2 separate regions of the Drosophila melanogaster genome follow, and region 1 is linked to region 2. A link is a contact called in public Hi-C data. All regions are on one chromosome and are shown on one strand. Each heading gives the region's core, a stretch centred on a gene start, on an enhancer-like site or on the middle of the called end of the contact. The rest is flanking DNA. Distances are from core to core; before and after follow the strand shown. Region 1 holds the start of Top3alpha (Topoisomerase 3alpha). Region 2 holds the start of CG31805.

Region 1 (4,283 bases), core at 769-3,268, 2.6 Mb after region 2:
GCTCCGGCATCAATGCGTCTCAAGCTAAATACAACGACAGCTGGCGGCTCAGCTGGAGGAGCAGCTGGTGCGGGAGCACCGGGATCAGGTCGTCCTTTGAACCCTGCCGCCAATGCCGCTAGCATACGCAAGAAGCAGGAGGAGCAGCAGAAAGCAGTTCACCAACTGGCTAACGGGTTGCGCAAACGCAAACAAGAATTGCTCCAGAGCTATATGAAGCAGATGAAGACTGCTCTGGAACTGGTGGAGCGAATGGACCAGCAGGATCCTCAGAGGGCCCCTACTCTGCAGACAATAAAGGTGCTGCAGATGACAATCGACAAACTACGAAAGGAAATCAAGGCCGACCAGGATCAGTTGCAAGCACAAATGCAGCAACAACAGCAGCAGCAACAGCCGCCCGTCAAGAAGACCAAGGAGCAGCAGAAGAAGGAATTGCTTGACATGGAACTGGAGCTAATCGCCCAGCAACAGGAGGGCAACGACACTACAGCCATTCAGAAGCGATTGGAGGAGTTACAGCGCAATCTTGGTGTTGGCTCAGCTGCGAATAACAAGTCTACCCACTATGCACCTGCTTCCGGGGCACCCGGTGGCGGTGCAGGACGCAAGCGTCCGAATCTGCCGGAGGGACCCACTCGTGTCGACAGGCGGCCAAAGGCCATCGTGGTCACTGGCTTTGCGGCCGAAGAGGCAGACTTTGTCCTCGGGCACTTTAAGGTAAGCCTAATGCCGAGTTCTCAAAATGAGATTGTTTGATATTTTTGGTTTTGGATTGCAATGAACATGTATTTTTCGTGTCTTTTCACAGAACTTCGGCGAGATTTCTAAGCATGATGTAGACCGTGAGATTCCACAGTTAATACTCTCATACGCAACCCGTCTCAACGCCGAACAGGCTGTGCTCCGGGGCAAAATGTACAAAGACAAGCGCCTGCAGGTGAGTGAACGACAAAGGCTGCCTCTGCCGTGCGAATTCGGCAGCATATTAACTCTTTGTACAACCACAGATCTCGTGGGCTCCCGTGGTGACTCCCGCTCCAGCTCCAATGGCCGCCCCTGTTGAGAAGTCCGCTGCACCAGGTGACATGTCCGTTAGCCTAGAGAACCCCAAACAATTAATCCAGTCCGTCAGTGAGAGCGAGAGTCTGTTAGGCAGCGACACGCTGCCGGAGCTGCGCCTGGAAGATGAGGAGGAGGATGAGGAGTCCGAGGATCGCTCCTGGCGTCGTTGATCCATCGCCCTCCGCTGTTGAGGCGGCCGGGAAAGTTCCGTGGGGCTCACAAGTGTTAGGAAACCCTTAACATGTATTTGTTGTTATTCTATATCTAACTGCTGAGTGTGTGGCAGTGCTGAGAATGAACGAACACTTTGCACACTTCAATTAAACGCTCTAAATATTACTAATATTTTACTGAACATAAGTTATGAATCGCCTAAAAATACGAATGAGTTTAGCTAAGCCTAAGTCCGAAATAACAACACTGAAACTACAACTTCAACAGCGAAATGCAACCAAACTCCAAGGCTCGATGCGAAAAAGCGCGAGACAAAACATTGGTTAAAGATCGTGAACTACCTTTGTATTTACACATTTTTCACTCTATCCTTTTCTTATATACAAATATATATACGCGGATATATAATTGTTAAGATTTTATGTTGAGTTAAAACGATAAAACACTAAAAGAACAAAAAAATTGCAAAGAAAAAATCCCCAAAAACAAGCGCAATGAAAGTCAAAAAAAGAAAAAAATCGTAGCAACGTGAATGCAAAACAGCAAGTTATATAGAGAGATATAATAAATAAAATAGTTTCGTATTTCAGGAGAAACAATGTCTATTTTTGGTTAAAGGGTGGCAGTCATACCAACAGAGAAAAATTGCTATTTGATTGGTGGTGTTACTTCTAAATTCAATTTTTTCAAAAGGCGCGCCACTTTTTATCGGTGTTACCAGCTGGATTGACAGCTGCGCTGCCAAGAAATCGATGACCGAAGAAAAAACTTCGATAAATTCATCGATGTTCTTCCTCTTCATATGGCGCGATCAAAAGTTTGTTTTTACTCTACTGCGAATTTATTTGAATGAAAGCTGTCTTAACATGTTTTCGCCCCGTCGTCGCCTCACACAGAAGATATTGCGCTAATCCCGGCCAGGCAATGAAGTACTTAAACGTGGCTGAGAAGAACGACGCCGCCAAAACGATTGCCGGCCTGCTGTCAAATGGCGCAGCACAAAGGGTATGCTATTCAATTTGGTGGGAATTGTAGGATGCAAACACAACTTATTTGTTTTCCTGCCCACAGCGCGAAGGCTACTCGGTGTACAACAAGGTCTTCGATTTCGAGGCCCCTGTGCGCGGTCAGAATGCCAAAATGGTTATGACCTCCGTATCCGGCCACATGATGCAGCTGGCATTCCAGGTGTCTTACAAAAATTGGAGAACGGTGGATCCGCGCTCTTTATTCGACGCGCCGGTGAAAAAGGGCGTGGGCTCGGATTATGAGCCTATCAAAAGGACCTTGGAACGCGAGGTGCGCGGCTGTCAGGGATTGATTATCTGGACGGATTGCGATCGCGAGGGCGAGAACATTGGCTACGAGATTATTGATGTGTGTCGCGCTATCAAACCGAATATTTCGGTTTATCGTGCCACTTTCTCGGAGATTACCACGGTGGCGGTGCGTCGGGCTCTGCAGCAATTGGGGCAGCCGGACAAAAGGCAGAGCGATGCAGTGGATGTGCGCACGGAACTGGATTTGCGAACTGGTGCCGCCATCACCCGGTTTCAGACAATGCGCCTACAACGTCTGTTCCCCGAAAAGATAGCTGATAAGCTCATATCCTATGGAAGCTGCCAAATTCCCACCCTGGGATTCGTCGCCGAACGGTACAAGGAGATTGAGGCCTTCGTATCCGAGCCATTTTGGAAGATTAAGGGTAGGAGGAGGATGCAGTACGCATTGGAAAGCTATAAATATTGTATTTCTAGTTCTGCACACAATTGATGACTTGACGGTGGAGTTTAATTGGGCCCGAAACCGACTCTTCGATAAGGAAGCTTGTGAAAACTATTTGCTCCTCTGCCTGGCCGAACCCGATCCTAGAGCGCTCGTGGAGAGCGTCACCGTTAAGCCCAAACACAAATGGCGCCCAACTCCGCTGGATACCGTGGAAATGGAGAAGCTTGGCTCGAGGAAACTCAAGCTATCTGCCAAGGAGACGATGACAATAGCCGAAAAATTATATACCAAGGGTTTCATCAGCTATCCCCGTACGGAAACCAACCAGTTCTCCAAGGAGTTCGCTCTGGCACCACTAGTTGAGATGCAAACGGGTCACCGCGACTGGGGAGCATTTGCCCAGCGGGTGATTGAGTGGGGACCAAATCCTCGAAACGGTAACAAATCGGATCAGGCCCATCCTCCAATTCATCCCACCAAGCTGGCAGAAAGTAAGGGAATCTTTATTTTAATCTAAAACCGAACATAACATACCCCTTTCTCCTAAAGACCTGCAGGGAAACGAGGCGCGAGTGTACGAACTGGTCGTCCGGCACTTCCTCGCCTGCGTCAGCAAAGATGCAGTCGGCTCCGAAACCCTTGTCCATATCGACATTGCCGGTGAGAAGTTCACGGCCAATGGTCTGGTTATTCACGAACGAAACTACCTAGATGTTTATGTTTATGACAAGTGGAGTGCCAAGCAGATCCATCACTATGAAAACGGGCAGCGTTTTGAGCCCACGGAAGTGTCGCTCCACGAAGGTGCCACCACTGCCCCGCCCCTGCTGACCGAAGCGGATTTGATTGCACTGATGGAAAAGCATGGGATTGGTACAGATGCCACGCACGCTGAGCACATAAACACGATCAAGGAACGCGGATACATCGGAGTGCTGGATAAGGGCTTTTTGGTACCTGGAGTTATTGGAATGGGACTGTATGAGGGATACGATGCCATGGAGCTGGCCCTTGCCAAGCCACAACTTCGTGCTGAGTTTGAATTGGATCTGAAACTAATTTGCCAGGGGCAGAAAGATCCCAAGGTGGTCCTGACCGAACAGATAGCCAAGTACAAGCAGGCCTATCAGCAGATTACCGATAAGATTACCGCCATGGACGCCAAGATATCGGCTCGCATTAATGAGACACCAGCTGCCAATTCTGCGGTGCAGGAAGGAGCTGATGGAAGTGCTCCAAGTCACGGCATCATCCAATCGATCTTCCAGTGCCCTAAGTGCAATGAGGCTCCTCTGGCCCTAAAGCCAAAGAAGAAC
Region 2 (3,752 bases), core at 867-3,366:
TCAGCATCTTTATATATGTTTCTTTGGAGTTCTAATTGCATAGAAATGTATATTCTATATTGAGGTGTGTGGTTGCCCACTCACCTCGGGAGAGTCATCAGTATTCTTATTCTCGCGCTTTTTCCTCCTGTACTCGGAATCCAAATGGAATTCCTCCATTGTTCTGGGCTCCTCCTCGGTGAGTTTGTCCATGTTTAACGCCTCGCTTTCCCTTCGATCCTCAAGCAATCGACGCTCGCCACTATCATTTTCACTTTGTATATAGTCGTCTTGCATTTGAATCAAATAACGAGGTGGATCCCGAGCATTATTGGCAATAAAACTTGAGCAAGAAATTGATTATGTGATGATGTGATGGTAATGAAACAACAAAATCGTAGTTATCTTACCTTTCGCTATCGAAGAGATGTTCCTGCTTGGGCAGATCAGTGTTAAGTGGCATCAGCTCATCCTTGATACTCGCCTGTTTATTATCATCTTCATTGGGCATGTGCTCCTCAAATTGCTTCTCTGTTTGTTCTCTCTTACGAAGTGAGGTCCTGGAGGACTGATGCCGATCGTTAGGATCAAGCGGATCTGCTTCATTCGCTATCGGTTCGTTTTGTCGACTCCTGTCGACTCCCTCCACATTAGGTGCCTTCTGATTCCGATTGAACTGCTGTTCACCTTGATGCAAACTAGCTGATTGTCCAGCATCGAAGTTTGCCAGATGTTCTTTCTCCCAGTTGGTCAGATGATCTTTTTGAAAGTTGTTCTGATATTCTGAATCGAAATTAGACTGATGCTCCTGCTCGAAATTAACCGGATTGGTAAAATCTAAGTTTGGCTGATATTCCTTGTTTAAATTAAACTGATCTTCTTGATCCAAAGTGGACTGGCTTTTTAGCTCTAAGCCAGTAGATTGTTCTTGATCAATCTTAGCATTATAGTTCTGATCCAAGTTGGCCTGATCTTCTTCTTTCAATTGGCCTGAAGGTTCGTGCTTCAAGTTTTTGGGGTAATCCTGCATAAGATTTTCACGACTATACTCGTTTTTTAAATTAGTTTGATGTTTCTGCTCTGTATTAATCTTGCTATCCTTTCCTAAGTCAAAAGGCTGACCTTGCTCCAAACTATCTGGATTTTCTAGGCCTAAGTTGTTGTCAAACTCGGAGTTTGATAGTTCCATTTGTGCATCATTCAATGGTTCACCTTGATCATTTAATGCTGATGTGAGCTCATCACCCAGCTGCGCATTTCCAGTCAACGGCCGCCCTGGAATATATTCTTCATCCAAAAGTGTGTTTCTACTTTCCTTGCCCCTTGATCGCCTGCTGGCCTGGCACAGAAAGTCATCTGCCTCGCATTCGAAGTCATCCTTAGGTTTCTTGCACTTTTTGTTCTTTGGCTTCGGAGATTTGGTAGTTTCGCTTATAAGATCGTCGTCCATAAAGCCACCGGATTTTGGCTTGCAACTATCGTAGGCGCTTTTAGTTGAGCACATTCGAGTGGTTTTCGGCACACAAGTGCTTTTCCTTGAGCAACGCTTGGTAGTCGGGCAAGTGGGTCTCTTTGTGCACAAATTAGGCTTCGTTTCATCGGAATCCTCCTCATCCCGGCAGTTATCATCGAGACCTACTTCCATGGACTGAAAGTCCTGCTTGCGTATATTGGCCATCGCTTGTCTACCATGTGTTGTTAGACTCGCTTTCTTTGAAAAGTTTCAGCCGGTGACAATGAGAGATCATCTACAGTGATAACTTACCGTCAGAGTCGACATCTTCATCTCGGCCAAGGCGCTCATCAAGTAGCTTGTTCAAGGAGTTAAGATCATCTAAGGTTAGATCCTTGAGGCTCTCCTGTACCTCCGCATCGGTAAGACCATTTGTGAGGTCGGGATAGTCGGCAGGATCGGTCAAGGGAGCATTCAGGACACTCAAATCCTTGGAATCGGCCTGGGATTCCTAGAGCACCGATTGCACAATCTCTCAAAAAAAGACATTTAACAATAAACTTACCACAGGAAATGCATTTAGCACTAAAGGGTTAAGACTGCAAATAAAGCAGATCCCAAGCAGAAACATTTTATTTTAGATGTAGTCTTTGACTGAGAATTATTTCAAAGCCTTGTTGACAGCTGCTTTTGTCAAAACCCCCTCTATTTAATTAACTTATTTTAATACACAATACACATTGTTTAAAATTTTGCATTTTATTTTTAAGTTGTTCTCTGAGTAATCTTTCAACGATTACTTGGTCAACATAATCAATCTAGTGTCCGCTACGGAAACTGATCCGGTGGTTAACTTCGTAACAGAAAGTCAAACGAATCTCATTGAATTGAGTTTCAACTTATTTCAAACCTTATGCCTAGTCTAAATGTATATTAACTCTTTTGCTTGGGTGCTATTTTTTTGGCAAGAGCCGTTTGTTGGTCATTGCTTTTCTTTTTAGGCTTCTTAGCCTTCTTGATGCCGTCGACTTTGACGCCCCGGTACTCTGACTTCTTCTTTTGACCAGTAGGTGCTCCTTCTTTTTTCAAACTACCGTTCTCCTTGCCCTTCTTCTTGTCTAGCCTTTTTTTTGCGCCCGCAGAATTCTGGTTCTTAGCTTTGGTCTTTGAGGACGTTTTCGAAGCAGCTGAGGCGGCGGCAGCATCGCGCACTTGCTTGGCACCCAGTTTTTTGACTTGATAGCGCTCCACGTTGATAGGCCTATCATCTAGAAGCGTCTGATTAAGTTCAAGAGCTAGTCCCACAGCATCGGGCTTTTGGAAACAGACGTATGCTACTCCTTTGCAGCCCTTGTCGCCATCCTGCAGGCAGCGAATGTAGTCTATTTCGCCGCAACTGGAGAAGATCTCTCGCAGCTGCTCCTCGGTGGCCGCTGGAATGTGTAGCACATGATGTTAGCATTTAGTTAAAACTACTTACTGCTTTACTTACAGTACTTTAGGCTGCCAACGAAAATGGTTCGCTTGGCATCCTTGTCACTGGGCTGCTTATCCTTTGCCTGGCCGAATTTCTCCGCCATAGACGCGGGAGTCACCCGCAGGTGATTTTCCTTGAACTCGGAGCCATTAAGAGCCAGCGCTTGCTGGGCAATCTCGGGTTTCTCGAGCACCACGTAGGCGTTCAGGGAGCCGGCTACCTTGCGCTGTTTGTGCTTGAAAAGCTGCTTACCACCGGCGGTGCGCAGCCGGATGGATTGAACCAACCCATATGGCTGGAACAATTTCACCAGCTGTACACGTTTGGTGTTGATTGGCAAATTCCCCACGAAAACGGTGGACGCCTCTTCTGCAGGATTGCGGATCCGCTTAACTCCTTCTGTGGGATGAAAATGATGGAAATTGATGAATCTATGGGAATATGGTTTTTTGTTAACCTTACCTTCGTCCTTGTTATTGGCATTGGCTTTGGCTTTTTTAGACACTTTTCCTTTTGGTTTTTCATTTGGAGCAGTCGTTGGTTCCTTCTCCACTTTTTCCTTTTTGGTGGCCTTACTTTCGACTTTAACCTGCGCTTCTGGTTCCGTTTTGATCTCCTTGGGCGCCAGTTTGTTTTGCTGCTTCTTCAGCTTCTGTGCCTGCTTCTTGGCCTTCTTTTTTTCGATCTTGGCCAGGTCTTTGGCGGACAATTTTTTGGGACTTTCCTGGACAGCGGCCTTTACTTCATCTTTTGGCACTTTAACCGTCTTCTTTTTGGGCTTCGTCTTTGATTTCTTTGTCACTTTACCATCCTCCACGACGCCTGGCTCTTTTTTAATCGGCT

Evidence for each region. Hi-C and Micro-C count contacts between places; a contact is called where the count stands out from the background.
Region 1: a contact with region 2 is called in a Hi-C map of the Kc167 cell line, with 2.6 times the contacts expected there. The contact joins the promoter of Top3alpha here to the promoter of CG31805 in region 2. A contact is called at or near these places in 12 of 107 Hi-C or Micro-C datasets (the D17-c3 cell line, the Kc167 cell line, the S2 cell line and 4 more).

Annotation. Positions count from the first base shown.
Region 1 is chr2L:19,496,150-19,500,432 of dm6, forward strand. It overlaps Top3alpha (Topoisomerase 3alpha), which reads left to right and starts at 2,019. Exons shown (of 4, transcript NM_078878.3): 1 at 2,019-2,244; 2 at 2,311-2,944; 3 at 2,997-3,458; 4 at 3,517-4,283. The coding sequence starts at 2,089. It overlaps swm (second mitotic wave missing), which reads left to right. Exons shown (of 6, transcript NM_001273657.1): 4 at 1-720; 5 at 812-940; 6 at 1,011-1,829. The coding sequence ends at 1,235.
Region 2 is chr2L:16,898,357-16,902,108 of dm6, forward strand. CG31805 reads right to left here and starts at 2,117. Exons shown (of 5, transcript NM_165201.3): 1 at 1,998-2,117; 2 at 1,745-1,943; 3 at 390-1,686; 4 at 85-322; 5 at 1-21. The coding sequence starts at 2,063. The coding sequence ends at 10. The region is part of intron 9 of tweek (tweek,); the gene reads left to right. CG12288 reads right to left here. Exons shown (of 3, transcript NM_135978.2): 1 at 3,372-3,752; 2 at 2,925-3,308; 3 at 2,179-2,865. The coding sequence ends at 2,366.